Linked DNA regions of Cricetulus griseus: region 1 is linked to region 2. A link is a contact called in public Hi-C data. All regions are on one chromosome and are shown on one strand. The core of a region is the stretch at or near the end of the contact, and the rest is flanking DNA. Distances in the headings are between cores, read along the strand shown.

What was found. A called contact is a pair of places that touch in the nucleus more often than the background predicts.
Region 1: a Hi-C map of the CHO-K1 cell line shows a contact between it and region 2, with 7 times the contacts expected there. The contact joins two enhancer-like sites. A contact is called at or near these places in 4 of 8 Hi-C or Micro-C datasets (the CHK-Q cell line, the CHO-K1 cell line and fibroblasts).

Annotation. Positions count from the first base shown.
Region 1 is chr3:234,093,233-234,096,717 of CriGri-PICRH-1.0, reverse strand. No RefSeq gene overlaps it. Among named protein-coding and RNA genes, the nearest start is that of Chrm3, 17 kb to the left of the region's middle. Within about 2 kb of position 1,332, at least 2 of the 6 cell types and tissues checked have open chromatin away from gene starts, as enhancers often do. A contact at or near this core is called in the CHO-K1 cell line, where this site is marked.
Region 2 is chr3:233,451,157-233,454,850 of CriGri-PICRH-1.0, reverse strand. No RefSeq gene overlaps it. Among named protein-coding and RNA genes, the nearest start is that of Larp4b, 93 kb to the right of the region's middle. Within about 2 kb of position 1,445, at least 5 of the 6 cell types and tissues checked have open chromatin away from gene starts, as enhancers often do. A contact at or near this core is called in the CHO-K1 cell line, where this site is marked.

The DNA.
Region 1 (3,485 bases), core at 83-2,582, 640 kb before region 2:
AAAGTTACTGCATTTGCTCCAGCTTCAGCCTGCATAGCATGGGGCAGCACTAACACTTCAGAATGTTTGGTTCAAAAGCAGTCAGCTGGCCACATCAGGCACTGTGTCTAGGAAGGAGGGGAAGGGGGTTGTCCTGAGTGGGCTTTGTCCCAGGGTGTGTGTCTCTCTTAGAGGAAATAGTCACATAGATTACTCCCATGTCAATGCCACCTGATACTTCTGTCTGGATTATTTTCATTTGGTGTGTGTGTGTGTGTGTGTGTGTGTGTGTGTGTGTGTGTGTGTGTTACTGAAGACTAAACCTAGGGCTTCGAACATATTACAAAAGCACTCTACCCCTGAGCTATATCCCAAACCCACTCACTGGTTCTCAAGGTGACATTAGCACTGTCATCTCTGTGTGACAACTACAGTTACACTGGAATTAGCATAGTATAGCAGAGGAATAGGATTCTAGGAAGAGAAACTGAATATCACTCTAAAAAATTAGCCAGTTTCAGTATGGAAAGAAATCAGAAGTGGGTACAAGACAAGGGCCTGACTTTCTTGATCATTTGATTGAGTAGGAACAATTCACTAACCATTATGTGAGTCAGTGCATTTTGTTTTCCATTCAAGAAATTTGACCACTTCGTTTAGATTCTGAAATATATTGGTACAACTTAATAGGGAGCCACGGACACTGCAAAGAATTGAGATTTCCATTCTTTCTGCAGCGAAGCCAGAGAAGGATGAGGGGAACAGCTGACTGGATTTGAATTCCTGCATGCCCTGCTGGTATCTGTGACCCCACCATCGGGGGAATGAGAGCTTCCTAGATCCTTTCTCCACTCGAAACAGCCGAACCAGAATCATAGACATACAGAGTCTGAGCTCCAGCGTCTTACTCTTAAATCCTGTACACTGATTTCATCAACACGCCACCCCCAAAACAATGAGTTCAAGAATTGTACTTTAATCTAGCAGTATACTAGTTTGAACCGCCAAACCCCGGCGTACATGCATGCAGTTCTTTATCGTGCACACCAGAGGGCATCGTGTGACCACTTACTGCAACGGTGTGGTCTCCCTTCAACAGTTTGCGGAGATAGCCAGCCATATGCAGAAAACGTTTTCCAACCCTAGACGATTCTTTACAGCAAGATCGGCGGTTAATACTGAGGCCATAAACTGCAAAATAGCTTTATTTAGAGTCTCAGGAACTGCTATTTGGAAGGCTGATTTGGGTAAAGCCAAACGTATAGCCAAAAGAAAGAACAAAAGACTTGGTTAAAGAAATCAAAAGCTACAACAGTTGGAGGAGTGAGAGCCCCAAGCGTCAGAACTGATTGGCCAGTTATAGTTACAGGCGTGGCTCTGGCTCCATCAGTGCATAGTGCTAGCTCAGGAGCAAGAGTTTAGCTGGTCCCTGGGCTCTGTTTTAAACAGTTTCTTAAATGGAATTTCTAATGTTTCCAAAAGGGTACTTATTTGCTAATTGCTCTTCTTATTTTATTTAGAAGTATTTAAAATTTCCCTACAAGTAGCAATGTAAGGCTATTCACTCACCAAAAAACTTAGGTGACCCTGTGTGCAGAAATGGGGGGAAAGAAAAGAGAATGAGAGAGGACCTTAGACTTGATGCTAGTTAGTTTCTATCAACTTGACACAACTACAGTCCTTTGGGAAGACAGAATCTCAATTGAGAAAATGCCTTCATCGGATTGGTATTTTATCACAATAGAAAAGCAACTAATACAGCCTCATTCTGTATCCAGGAGCATGCTTTAGGCAGAAGTATAGGACGTTGCTGAACCTAGGCTGTGCAGAGTAGGAGGCCGGGGCGGGGGGGGGGGGGGAGGGAGGGGGGGAATACTCAGGCACATTAGAGGAGGGAAAAGGACATTTGTAACAGCCCAAAGCTGTTTTTGTTTCCAGCATTTGTCTCAACACGGAAGTGGCTGGAGGCAGAATGGAGTAGCTTTCCTGGAGATCATAGCTTTCCATCCAGGTATCACTCGTTGGTCTGCTAGGAGGTAAGGCTTGGTCATTCATAGCTGCCTTCCAGCCTTGGGAACTAGAAGTCAGGCAGGTTCTCTCCCTCTTTCCCCCAGACTGTCTAAAGTGGCCTTCTTAGCATGAGGCTCCCTCTGCTCTGATGGAACAGGAATCCTAGAATCAAGTACTAAGAGGCTTCATCTATCATGATTATACATATAAGGAAATGGAGGCCTAGGGAGTAGGTTTTCATACAAGGTCAAACAGGGCATCAGTGTTAGCCAGGGTCCTGTTTCTGGGTCCTCTCCCTAGATGTTTATATGAGACCAGGACCCATGCCTGAGCAACTTATGGAGCCCTGTTGCCACTCATGATATGCTGGATGTCACAAGTCTGAGTTCCACTGATTGAATCAAGTCTGGTGGGTACCAGTGCTAATTGGAATTTTCTGTGTATGTCAACTTGATACAAGCTGGAAGTCTTTTTAGAAGAGGGAACCTCAATTGAGAAATTGGCTCCATCAGATTAGCCGATAGACAAGTCTGTAGGTTATTTTCTTGATAAATGATTAATGTGGGAAGACACACCCCAACTATGGGTGGTGCCACCCCTGGGCAGGTACTCCTGGGTTGTATACAACAGCAAGATGAGCAAGCAATGGAGAGCAAGGTGGTAAGAAGTATGCTTCCAAGACTGCTTCACTCTGCTTCCAGGTTCCTTCCCTGACTTTCCTCAGTGAAGGGAATGTGACCTAGGAGTTGTAAGAGAAAATAAATCCTTGCCTTTCCTCTGTGTTGGTTTCACTCAGAATTTTATCACAGCAACAGAGAAGCAAACTGGGGCAGACTTTAACACAACAAAATAATAACTGAAAGCTAAAGATGGCTCAACTGTACAGCACTAGTCTTACAACCAGGGGAACCTGAGTTCCTTCTTCATGACCCATGCAAAAAGCCAAGCAAGGTGGTCTGAGCTTTATAAGCCCAGTGGTGATGAGACAGGAGGATCTAGAAGGCCAGCTACCCTGGCCTACCAGGCAGAGTTCCAGGCCAATGACACACTGTCTCAAACAAAAAGGTAGAGGCATCAGAACACTGAGAGCCAAGGCTGCCCTCTGACCTCTATGCATGCACCCATGCACATGTAAATGTGCACTCATTCACACACACAAAGGTAATTGAAGTGTGTGGAAACTACATTTAACGAACAAAATCAAATTTAAAGGGCTAGAACTAAAACTTGAAAAAATAAAAGGAAAATCTTCCTGCTTTTAGTGTAGTTGGTTGTCAATTTCTTAAATATGCCTCCAAAAGTGCTAGTAGGAAAATAAATAAAGAACATAAATTGGCCATATCTCACTGCTAAGACAAAATTCCTGACAAGAAGCAATTCCAGAGAGGAGGGGCATTTAGTTCCTGTTATGGTCCATCACGGAGGGGAAAGCATGTTGGTAGGAGCATGAGGTATTCTGTGTCCAAGGTCAGGAAGCAGAGACGCAGGAGTGCTGA
Region 2 (3,694 bases), core at 196-2,695:
CACAGCAGACCCGGCCTTGCTGGAGGCAGTTCAGCTCTCTTGGATTATTTATAAGTTAGGTTCAGTGCAGCCCATCTAAGCAATCTAAGCTCTCCTTCAAGGCCTGGCAGTCAGCCAGGGATGCACTCAGCCTGCCCTGCATACCCAGCCGTGATTGCAGTGGTGGGAGAAGACAAGGAACCCTCTTTCCTTTTGAAGAAACTGTTTTCCTTCAGCATTACTCTGTCAAACTGTGCCCAGCACTCACGTGCCTGAAAATCTGGGGCACAAAGGAATGTTTCAATGGGAAACCCTTCAAGCCAGCAGCTTCTGACTACTAACTAATGTCTCTCATGCTCACTAGTGCTGTCAGCGGCACCTGGCAGTTTCTAAGTTCTATGCATAGCTGATGTGGATTATTTTCACTGGTGCCTCCCTCCTCCTCCCCTTCCCCCTCCCTCTCCTCTTTCCCCCCTCCCTTCACCCCTTCCCCCCTCCTTCTTTTGACAGGATCTCATGTAGTCCAGGGTGGCCTCAAGTTCGATACCTACTGGAGGATGACTCTTATCTAGACCTACCCTGGAGGAAATGAGGAGTAAGAAGCTGAGCTGGAGAGATGGCCCAGCAATTAGGAACACCTTTTGCTCTTGCAAAGGATCTGTGTTTGATTCCCCTGGGCACCCAGCACCCAACACCCACGTGGTTGCTTCAAATCATCTGTATCTTTAGTTCTGGAGGATTAGACACTCTTCTGACCTTTGACCCACATGACCAGGCATATACATAATGAACATATAAACATGCAGGTAAAGCACTCAAACACATAAAATAAAATATAAAATATAAATAAATCTAAAACATTTTTTCCTTAAAAAAGAAATTGTAGGGCGTGCTAGAGGCGCTTGCTGTGCAAGTATGAGGACCTGAACTCCATTCCCAAACCCCATGTGAAAAGCCGGGCACTGTGGAAATACTTGTAATTCCAATGCTGGGGGGCAGAGACAGGCAGATCCCCAGGCTCACTAGACAGCCATTCTAGCCTATTCGGTGAGTTCCAGACTAGACAAGGTCTCAGAAAAGGATGGCTGGCTCTTCGGGAATGACATCAGAGGCCACCTTCTGCATGTACACCACAACCCCCACCCTCACTATAGGACTGTTTTGTTCTGGGGCCAGGACTTGGACCAGACAGTGATCTAAGGTGACACTGTTGAAGCAGAGTCTGTCTCAGAAAGGCCGCTCTGTTGGTGAGGAGAGAGAAAAGCAGGTGAGGAGCCCTGCTCCTATGTGGCTGAGGCACTCAAAATTCTTGGCCTTGTTTCCCCTGCATCCACATCTTGAGTGAAGGAAAAAAGGAGCTGTATCGGCACTGGGCTCTCAGGCAGAGAAGGCTGGATCTACAGCTGCAGTCCAGCATCAAGCCAGAGGGTTAGTGTCAAAGGCTTTCCCCTAGCCTCAGGCGAGGAGGAGGGATGAGTCATGCCTTCCTACTGAGGAGAAGAATGTAACCAAATGCCTCCTTCACCACTGAGTCAGGACTCGGAAGTGCCACTTTTAGAAGTCTCTGGAGGCTTAGAGCTGGTGAATCAGAATATCCAGTACTGAGCTAGACTTTACCAAAGCCTGAAATCCAAGAGCAGAGCCTGGCACACGGAGCACACACAATAGACAGGCACTGCCTACACAGCCCCCTGGGCCTGTAGACCTACCTCCTTCAAGGAGACTTAACCCTATGGAATTAAAGTGTGCTGCACTCCCTGGAAAGTGTGCAGGGGACTGGGCTCAGGCTACATTGGAGAATGTAGTGATGGGGCCCAGGCTGCAGTAAGTGGTACATGATGTGACATTGCCTTAAGTTGTCACCACATCACCTGTTCAGTGTAACTCAGGGATCTCTGAAAACAACAGCAACTTCTCACACTTGCTTGCAGCAGGAGTATGCTGGTAGCATTCCTAGGAAACTAGCTTAGAATATGTGGCTGATCCTCACAAGGGTCTGGGTAGAGGAATGGTTAGCCTGCTCTTGTCTGTCTGTCTGTCTGTCTGTCTGTCTGTCTCTCTCTCTCTCTCTCTCTCTCTCTCTCTCTGTGTGTGTGTGTGTGTGTGTGTGTGTGTGTGTGTGTGTGTGTGTGTGTGTTTCTCTGTCTCTCAGCATCTCTGTTGAGCATATAACCAACCATGGCCACTTGTGCCCAGCCCAAGAGTTAAGGTTAGAAAATTTCTGGGGTGGGACTGGTCAGGGTGCTGTGCTTGGCTGGTTACACAGAGGCATGGTGCCTGCGCTTCTGAAGAGGAGACCCTACAGGGACTGACAGATTCTGGAGAGAGGCTGAGAATAAAGGAATGTGTCAAAGAGGGTGACTGCTGAACGAAAGCTGGGCCTCTGTGGAGAGGCCCAGTCAACCCTTCCTGGAATCTGTAATTCCCCTTAGGACTTGAGGCAGAAGAGCCTGACTGTCTGTACAAGGTCCCCATCCTGACTCTTAAATTAATTAAGAGCCAGAATTTCATGTAGCCTGGTCTCTCTATGTTGCCGAGGATGGATTTGAGCTTCTAATCCTCCCGTGTCTACTTCCCATGTGCTGGAATTACAAGTGTGCACTACCGTGCCTGGTTTGTGCAATGCTGGAGATAGAATCCAGGGCCTCTGTGAATGCTACTCCAGCATTTTACCAACTCACCCACATCTCTGGTCCCTATATGGGCTTTTAAAGCTGTCTTTAAGTCCTTTTCAAATACCTAGCAGGTAGGTTTTATTTCCCTGTCTGCAGAGAGGCCAAGTGACACAGTTAAGATGACAATGACTGGGCCTGGGAAGTGGCCTGTGTATGTTGTGTGATGTGTGACTTATCCAGGCCTGCTCAGTGATCTGTGGCTCGCCAAGCAAGTATCCAAACTTCCCTATCCTCTGTGGAGTGAACAGTGCCACTGACTCCTGTCTCACTGCAACCTGTGGCCATCCTGACTGAGGGGCTGCCCAACAACCTGGGCCACATGGAAGGATGGCACCCTGGCCTTATCCAGGAAGAGCACAGAGCTCCTGAGGACTGGCCCGTTGTACCTGGGCAAGGTTGTGTGCCACTTCTCAGTTTGGAACCCAGAAAAGGGACACACGCTGCATTTGTAACATCCATTAGGCTGCCAGCACCCTGCTCCCCAAATGCTTTCTTGTCCACGCCCTGGTGAAAGTGAAGAGTAGATTTGACCACAGTGCAGTTGTTACTAGAGTTGTGTGGGCCCTACTAGCTCCAACAAGCCATATGCAACTTACTGTTTTCAATAGTAGAATTAAACAGATAAGTACTATTCAAAAGCAGAGAAAGGGTTGTTCAATGTGGCCACTTTGGGAAGAGGGACAGAGGATCTTGACATGAGGTTTAGATTTAACTGCAAGATGTTTGCACAACTAAGCAGCCTTGGTTGAGGTAAGTTCCTGCCCATCACTGGCCACCATTGCCTGGGCTCTAGTCTGTCATACAAAGTGGTCTGATAGACTATCAACACAATACAAAATCTCTTTTCTGGGATTGAGCTTCCTTCTGGCTGGCACCAGTTTTTAATTGTTTCCTTCTAGCATCATTGGGTTCCTTGGGAAATTCTGATTTGGGGCATCCATTGTTTCAATAGTCAAGAGTCAAGTTGAAGGACATAGGTCTGTCTTTGGCATGTGCTCCTCCTTCTGGATGATTATACAACCACAGCAGGTGTAGGGCCC